Linked DNA regions of Mus musculus: region 1 is linked to region 2. A link is a contact called in public HiChIP or PLAC-seq data. All regions are on one chromosome and are shown on one strand. Each heading gives the region's core, a stretch centred on a gene start, on an enhancer-like site or on the middle of the called end of the contact. The rest is flanking DNA. Distances are from core to core; before and after follow the strand shown. Region 1 overlaps Snx9 (sorting nexin 9). Region 2 has its middle 16 kb from the start of 3300005D01Rik.

Region 1 (4,065 bases), core at 1,521-4,020, 72 kb before region 2:
CTGGTGTGGAACCTAGGGGCTGTGGGGGGAACTAGGAGGACATAGCAGCTGGTGTGGAGCCTAGGGGCTGTGGGGAGAACTAGGAGGACATAGCAGCTGGTGTGGAACCTAGGGGCTGTGGGGGGAACTAGGAGGACATAGCAGCTGGTGTGGAACCTAGGGGCTGTGGGGGGAACTAGGAGGACATAGCTGGTGTGGAGCCTAGGGGCTGTGGGGGGAACTAGGAGGACATAGCAGCTGGTGTGGAACCTAGGGGCTGTGGGGGGAACTAGGAGGACATAGCAGCTGGTGTGGAGCCTAGAGTCTGTGACAAGGTTGGGGAGGACGTGCCCAGGGGCACAGGCAGAAGGCTGTGGGCCTGCACTCTCTCAGTGGCGTCCTGGGAAGCAGGTGAAGACAGAAGCAGTGGCTGAAAGGTTTGCTCATTACAGAGACTAATTCTCCCTCCTATCTGCTCTTCTCCCTTCTGAAGAAAATAAGAGTAATTGAGATAATTTTCCTCAGAACTTTTATTTCAAACAGCTTTCATCTCACAGTCCTGCTAAAGACTTAAGAATGCTTACAATTAAGTTGCATATAAAGAGAATTGGACAGTGTGGTGACTACCACAGAGATAACAGAGCGTGCGTGGCCTGGATGATTTAATAATGGTATTGTTTACTTCTGAGCAACAAAGATCACAGAAGAAACTCAATGGGCTATAAAAATTGTATTCTATAAAAAGAAATGTGCTAAATTTCCACCAGAGGGAGTCTGAACCCAGAGACCACACAAATGCTTATGGGAAAGGAAGGGAAGGGAAGAGCGGTGTAGTCAGAGCTGCTCGTGCATGTATGAAGATGAACGCCTCTATGTGCACACACAAGTTCAAAGAGGGTTTATGAACACGGTGTTGTGGCCCTGCTGGGAGCTAAGCTAACACACACTGCTTTCTGGTAATCCTACTACAGGGTCAGGCTAAGAACAGAGAGAGCAATCAGAAACTAAGCTGTTTAGGACCGTCGGCATGACTGCCTATGTATTACAGAGACTCAGCCCTGTAGCGTAGGGACAAACCACTGGGAGTTGATTTCAGAACCACAACAGATGCTTGGCAGGCTACAAATGTTAGGGAACACCAGCAAAAAAGAGGCGCAATAAATTTAGTCACACACTCAGCCACATGCAGGGGCTGAACTTCTCTAGGTGTGCATGTGACAGCTTCTTGTAGCATCAGCATTTCATAAGCACCAGCTGAAACACCGATGTGAGCTGCTGAGCATGTAGAAGAAAGGCACCACATGAACGCACATCCACAGCACTGTACGCTCGCCCGCTCTTACCGGGTTTGTAACTGTGATGATTTCTCCTTCAGTAACGGTCAGCTCATTGTTTCCAGGCTCAGCAGCAAAGTCGTACATGACCCGAGCCTGCAGGAAGTGGGCAGGAAAAGAGGACGTTACAAATGTTAAGTCCAAAACAGATCTCAACATCTTAGCTTGCCTGTAAGTGCAACTGTGTGAACCTGACAGTGCCTGTGGCTGACCAGGAGAAAAGGAGAGACAGTTCAGGACACCTAGCTCCTTCAGAACCCAATGACTAGAGCCCCTGCACATATTGCATTTAGAGAGGTTGGTCCTAAAATACAATTCCAAACACACCTGCTTCATTAAAGCAAAAGCCCTCCCCTTCCATGTGGTCAGAAGCAGATGCAGGCACTGGTAATGGGTCCACTCAGGAATGGAGGCATTGCACACAGGCAGGCATGCTATGCCAGCCTTACACACGACAGAAACTCTTGGGATCACTCTTCAGCCCAGGAGCTAGCCCCTAGGATGACTTCTAGCCTCACACAGCAGACACGGACACTCTTCCACACTTTCCGCCGGACCAAGAGCTACAACAGGACTATGTATACTAGCCAGTTCTCCCAAATAGCTCTGATTTTCGAACTTTCAAAGTGGATCACCTACTTGTGGGGCATGTGGCTGTGACAGAGGACAGTGCAGCTGCACTCACTAAACCTATCCTCAGTAAACGCCCTGCAGGCAGCAGGCAGCAGGCAGCAGGCAGCAGGCAGCAGGCAGCAGGCAGCAGGCAGCAGGCAGCAGGCAGCAGGCAGCAGGCAGCAGGCAGCAGGCAGCAGGCAGCAGGCAGCAGGCAGCAGGCAGCAGGCAGCAGCCAGTAGCCAGCAGCCAGTAGCCAGCAGCCAGCAGAGAAGGACCAGCCTGAACTCACCACTGTCTTCCTCTCAGAGCTGCTTCAATTCCAACTATTTTAACAGAGATGGAAGACTCACACGTAGTGAGAAGATGAGAGGGGCCCCACTACCTTGAAATACATACAAAAGTAATAGAAACTATCTGTGAACAAGCCATGGGCCAGGTACTTAAAGCTCCGACACGCTTTAACGGGTGCTTCATAATGTTCAGTGGAAAATTTTTTTGACTTTTGCCCACATTTGAAATTTTTCCTTAAAAAAATCCTGGAAAGAAACAAATGGCAGTGTAGTCTGTCAGTCAAGAAACCCCATCCGCTGTCTCCTGGCAGCAAGGAAGGGGCTGAGGCTGAGGGACAGGCAAGGGGACAAACACTGCCAGTCTACACAGCCCAGGACAACGGACAAAGAAACCACGTGGAGGTACTGTCCTCACACAGCTGCACAGTCGATAGAATTCTGCTTGTCACATTGTGGGATGTTTTTTGGAGGCATGTCACATCAACCTCAGCCCTCTGCGGCGAGGGCAGGGGGAGATAAATGGGAGGGCGGCCTGCGGAAGGAAGTGAGCTTCCTCTGGAGCAGAGCCCGGCCTGCTGGCCCAGCTCCAGGCTGGGGAGCAACCTGCTGCTTTGTTGTTGCTCCTTGAGATGCCTGTTGCATTTTTCAGTTCAGCTAAATTCAGTTGCTCCCCAGGTACTGAATCCTGAAGGCCCTGGTGACTATGTGTAATTCTGTGAAGTGGAATGCGAGACAGTGACACGCAAAGCGATGGGTGGAAACTGCTTCGCACTCTAGACATTGGTGAACAGCCACAACACGATGGTTGGAGAGTGTGTGCCCTTCAAAGCTCATGTTCAGCCATCACCCCGGGTCCGGTGTTCTGAGCAGGAACCTAACGGAGCTGCTACTACACTCAGAATGCATTGCTACAAACCAGACTTCTTAGAGAGGGCTTACTCTCTAGCTTTTCTGCCACGTGAGGACCGGCATCCTCCCCTCCACCTGATGCACAGAAGGAGGGCTAATAGAGTCTTGAATTTGACTTCCCTGTATCTGTAATGCTGGTGAAATAAATTCCAGTCTCTGTAAGCTGCCTGCCCTCTGCATTCTGTTGTGGCAGCACAAATGGATGCAGACTCACAAATAGATACTGGCCTCAGCTCCAGTGTCTGCTGCCTACTTCCTATACACACGGCCTCAGCTCCAGTGTAACTGTCTACTTCCTATACACACGGCCTCAGCTCCAGTGTAACTGTCTACTTCCTATACACACGGCCTCAGCTCCAGTGTAACTGTCTACTTCCTATACACACGGCCTCAGCTCCAGTGTAACTGTCTACTTCCTATACACACGGCCTCAGCTCCAGTGTCTACTGCCTACTTCCTATACACACGGCCTCAGCTCCAGTGTAACTGTCTACTTCCTATACACACGGCCTCAGCTCCTGTGTAACTGTCTACTTCCTATACACACAGCCTCAGCTCTAGTGTAACTGTCTACTTCCTATACACACGGCCTCAGGTCCAGTGTAACTGTCTACTTCCTATACACACGGCCTCAGCTCCAGTGTCTGCTGACTACTTCCTATACACACGGCCTCAGCTCCAGTGTCTACTGCCTACTTCCTATACACACGGCCTCAGCTCCAGTGTAACTGTCTACTTCCTATACACACGGCCTCAGCTCCAGTGTAACTGTCTACTTCCTATACACACGGCCTCAGCTCCAGTGTAACTGTCTACTTCCTATACACACGGCCTCAGCTCCAGTGTAACTGTCTACTTCCTATACACACGGCCTCAGCTCCAGTGTCTACTGCCTACTTCCTATACACACGGCCTCAGCTCCAGTGTAACTGTCTACT
Region 2 (4,276 bases), core at 1,181-3,680:
ACCAGCGCCATTTCAAGGGACATCGACACAGCTGCCAAGTTCATTGGAGCTGGGGCTGCGACAGTTGGGGTGGCTGGCTCTGGGGCAGGGATTGGGACTGTTTTTGGGAGTCTCATCATTGGCTATGCCAGGAACCCTTCTCTGAAGCAACAACTCTTCTCCTACGCGATTCTGGGCTTTGCCCTCTCAGAGGCCATGGGGCTCTTTTGCCTAATGGTGGCCTTTCTCATCCTCTTCGCCATGTGAAGCAGCTGTCTCCACTTCCACCTCCCATGGTTCTTTCGTGTCTCGTCTGCCCTGTATGTTCCTTTTCCTGTAACTCCCCAAGAAGTCTGGGGAAAGTGCTTGGCTCAGGGTTTGACAGAGAGAAGACAAATAAATACTGTATTAATAAGATGAAAAAAAAAAAAAAAAGTCACCATCCTGGGCCTGGGGGATGGTGTGGGTAACGTGCTCGCCACAAGTGTGAGGATCTTACCTCAAATCATCAGAAGCTATGTAAAAAGCTAGGTGTAGCAATATCTGCAGGATCTGCTCTCAAGGTGAGATGGGCGGCAGAGACAGGAGGTCCCAGGAAGCTCGAGGGCCACGGTGCTTGGCAGATACAGTCCTGAACAACAAAGACAACAAGCATCAAACGAGGGGAGAGGTGAGGGCTGGTAACCGAGGACATCAACAGCTCTCCACTCTGTGGCACGCACCCACGCGGCAGTGCATGCGCACACAGGCACGCCAAAAAAGGGGGGAAAAAGAGAAAGAAAAGGAGGATAATAAGACATGTTCAAACCTCCTGCGAGTGGGGCTCCTTAATAACCAAACATGGAAAAGCCTCAAGGAGTCTGGTGTTTGGGAATGGAGATCGCTTATCGGACTTCCAAAATGCAGATTCCCCAGCCCCTCCCTTCATTGCAGGACACAGAGTTCAGGCTGCAGAGAACTTCAGATTCAGCAGCCGCTTTGGTTACAATGTTACAATTTCTCTATTCTCACTCCACTGAAGTCGGCTCCGGTTCCTTCCTTCCTTCCTTCCTTCCTTCCTTCCTTCCTTCCTTCCTTCCTTCCTTCCTTTCTTTCTTTCTTTCTTTCTTTCTAAGAGGAAGTGTTAGGACTTCCAACAGGGAGCCAGGACCTCTCTGTTCCCTCATTGCTGCCATCTTTACTGCTTGCTGCATGCCATTTGAAGCAACCACACTGTCACTGTGCCTTCTGAGGCCCTGGCCTCTTTGTAGTCCAAAAATGTCTCCTGTGTCAATACTACTCCTCACCCTGATGCTTATTTTGTCCAAACTAATGCTGATGCCTCCGTTCTCTCTGCAGTTAACTTCGACCCCTGTGTCTGTCCTTAGTGTGTGTCTCTCTCGACAGCACGCAAGCAGGTCTTGCTCATCTTCCTTGTATTTAAGTTTACTGTCCTCAGATTCACTCCCTAACTGCCTCTTCTAAGGCTTCCCTCCTGAATTTTCCTTTCTTATGTTGTTTTTCGGGAAATATCTCAACACTTAAATCATACATCAATAACATTTATTCCTTGTGCCTCTGTTTGTTTTTTTAGAGATTATCCTAAATTACCACAATATGTTTCTTTACTTTACCCAAATCCACTTAGAAAATACTATTTTATAGCTTTCTACATATCATGACAGCAGCATGTTTCTGTATGTGGCTGTGGGATACAAGAACCATTTCCTCTGTCATCGAAATTTCTCAGCTGTGACCCTGACAAAAGACAGACAAGCAAGAGAACACCAGTCAAATTACTAACATGTGCTTAGTAGAAAGCCAGTCAGGGGCAGTCCTAAGAGATAGCTACTACCAGGGACCTTAACAAACAGTAGGGACTCTTAAGAGAATCAAGAGACAGGTAAGCAGGAAGTTTGGCTTTTTATATGGACACTAAGAGCAGAAAAGACTATTTTAGAAAGTCTTTACTTTACAGTCCCATTGTGCTTGGAATCGTCTTCAAGACCCCCAGGCTCCTTCAGAAGGGACATCTAGTGGCCTGTGAGTCTCAGAACTTCCTGCTTTTCATCAGATTAGGGAAGCCCTAGGAGGGCTTATTGCATCTGTTTTCATTTGCCTCTAGCTCAAATAACACACAAACACACACACACACACACACACACACACACACACACACACTCACACACACACACACACACACACACACACACACACACACACACACATACACACACACACACACACACACACACACACACACACACACACACACACACACACACACACACAGGGTGTTGCTGCTCTCATGTGTATTACAGCTATTTCCAGCCAACCCAGCTGATGCTTTCTGCTTACAGCGTGCAGAATTAAGGAAGTCCTTTCAAGAAAGACAAAGATGCTGCAGGCTACTCGTGCTATCTTTATTCTCTCAAGGCCTGCCCTTCCTGGGTCTCTGAGTCATCACTAGAGCCCATTTTCCACAGTCAACGCTGCTCAGAGAATCTGGTGAGGAATGAAAGCTGTCTGTTATAGTGAGTAAACATGCTCTCCCTCGGGGGAATCACATGAGCTGGACTAAGGCTTCCTCTGGAGGACCCGAAGGTGGCAAGCGGACAACGTCACAGGACCACATGGTCATCCATAAGGGGTCCCAGCTGGACCTCTGAGAAGGGGTGGGTGGGCATAGGACACCCTGTTCTTAGGAATTTACTCACTAGCAACCTATACAGGATGGTTGAACATGGGTAATTCCATTATCTGTTTTTTTTTTTTTTAACCTTGAAAACCATAACATCAGATTAGCCAACCTCAAGTCCAGCCAACCTAAGTCCTCTTAGCTTCACAAAGTCCTGTTTAAACAGTGTGATGTTCTGTGTAGATACACAGGATAGACATGATCTGACTACGAGGGCCGCAACTGCAGAATACAGGTGAGTAGCATCTCTAACAAACATCAGCTTTAAGGAGGGGTGTTTACATGCCATGGGAGCAACATTACTGCCAATAGCAGATGAAGGTCATGCTTCTACATAGGGTTGCCAGGTTTGGTGAAAAGATGAAACAAAGACAGAAGGCTCAATTAAACTTGAGCTTCAGGTAGACAATGAACATTTTAATTTGCATTTTTACTGTTTGCTTATGGGTATTTTGCTTGTATGTGTGTCTGTGTACTGTAGAAGTGTGGTGAGTGTGGATGGGGGCCAGAAATGGATATCAGATCATTTGACATTGGAGTGACAGGCAGTTGGAAGCTGCCACGTGGGTGCTGGGAGCTGGACTTGAGTCCCTCCACAAGAGCAGCAAGTATTCTTAATTGCTGAGCCAACTCTCCAGCCCCAGTAATTTTTCTATGAAATGATGTTTCATGGAACAGTTTTTTGGAAAGCAAAGCATGTAAGTTGCTTTTCTGTCACTTCTCTGAAATTCACATCTAACTGGGAGTCCTGTCTACTTCTGGGTCTCCATTTCTTTTTTTTTCTTTTTTTTTTTTTTTTTTTTTTTTGGTTTTTCGAGACAGGGTTTTTCTGTGTAGCCCTGGCTGTCCTGGAACTCACTCTGTAGACCAGGCTGGCCTCGAACTCAGAAATCCGCCTGCCTCTGTCTCCCGAGTGCTGGGATTAAAGGCGTGCGCCACCACGCCTGGCGTGGGTCTCCATTTCTATGCTGGACACAGTTCTGGCCCTGGAAGGTCACATCCTTCCATGGGGATGCTCATAAATCCCTCTTCTGGGAGGATGGAGGCACACCAGTCAGTGGCCACATTCTCGAGTCACCTTGAGAGTCACCAGTCGATGCTTGTAAAGTCTTCCTTTCAGAGTGCCTAGAAAAATAATACTTAGTTCTAACAGCTTTCTGTGGAGTGCACACTCTAATTATCCACCAACTGTGCCACATCCTGTTGAGGTTCACACTGCATCTTCAGCCTTCCTTCTTAGTGGAGAAAACAGAATGGCCTGACTCCCAGGCTACCCAGGGAGGCCCGTCAGGAACAGGGGACAGCACCAGGCCAGACCTCAGTATCCTGAATAATAGAAGAAGCACTGGAGGTATCACCATTTCCAACTTCAAATTGTACTCCAGAGCTATAATAATAAAAACAGCATGGTATTGGCACAAAAACGGACATGATGACCAGTGAAATAGAATTGAAAACCCAGACATAAATCCCACACACGTATGGACTCCTGATTTTTTATAAAGTTGCCAGAAATACACACTGGAAAAAAAGATAGCATCTTCAACAAATGGTGCTGCTCAGACTGGATGGCTACATGTAGAAGAATCCAAAGATATGGACACTATCATCTGTATAAAA

Evidence for each region. HiChIP or PLAC-seq counts read pairs in DNA pulled down with a chosen protein or histone mark.
Region 1: a contact with region 2 is called in an H3K27ac HiChIP or PLAC-seq map of the HPC-7 cell line, with 6 times the contacts expected there. The contact joins two enhancer-like sites. A contact is called at or near these places in 30 of 484 Hi-C or Micro-C datasets (CD8 T cells, DN3 thymocytes, LSK cells and 18 more) and 23 of 115 datasets of contacts at active chromatin or transcription factors (CD8 T cells, the HPC-7 cell line, a beta-TC-6 cell line and 18 more).

The regions. Positions count from the first base shown.
Region 1 is chr17:5,884,341-5,888,405 of GRCm38.p6, reverse strand. It overlaps Snx9 (sorting nexin 9), which reads right to left. Exons shown (of 18, transcript NM_025664.6): 2 at 1,323-1,409. Among named protein-coding and RNA genes, the nearest start is that of Gm35474, 38 kb to the right of the region's middle. Within about 2 kb of position 2,770, at least 98 of the 459 cell types and tissues checked have an H3K27ac peak or open chromatin away from gene starts, as enhancers often do. A contact at or near this core is called in CD8 T cells, the HPC-7 cell line, bone marrow-derived macrophages and 2 more, where this site is marked.
Region 2 is chr17:5,812,170-5,816,445 of GRCm38.p6, reverse strand. It overlaps the pseudogene Gm10231. Among named protein-coding and RNA genes, the nearest start is that of 3300005D01Rik, 16 kb to the right of the region's middle. Within about 2 kb of position 2,430, at least 115 of the 459 cell types and tissues checked have an H3K27ac peak or open chromatin away from gene starts, as enhancers often do. A contact at or near this core is called in CD8 T cells, the HPC-7 cell line, bone marrow-derived macrophages and 2 more, where this site is marked.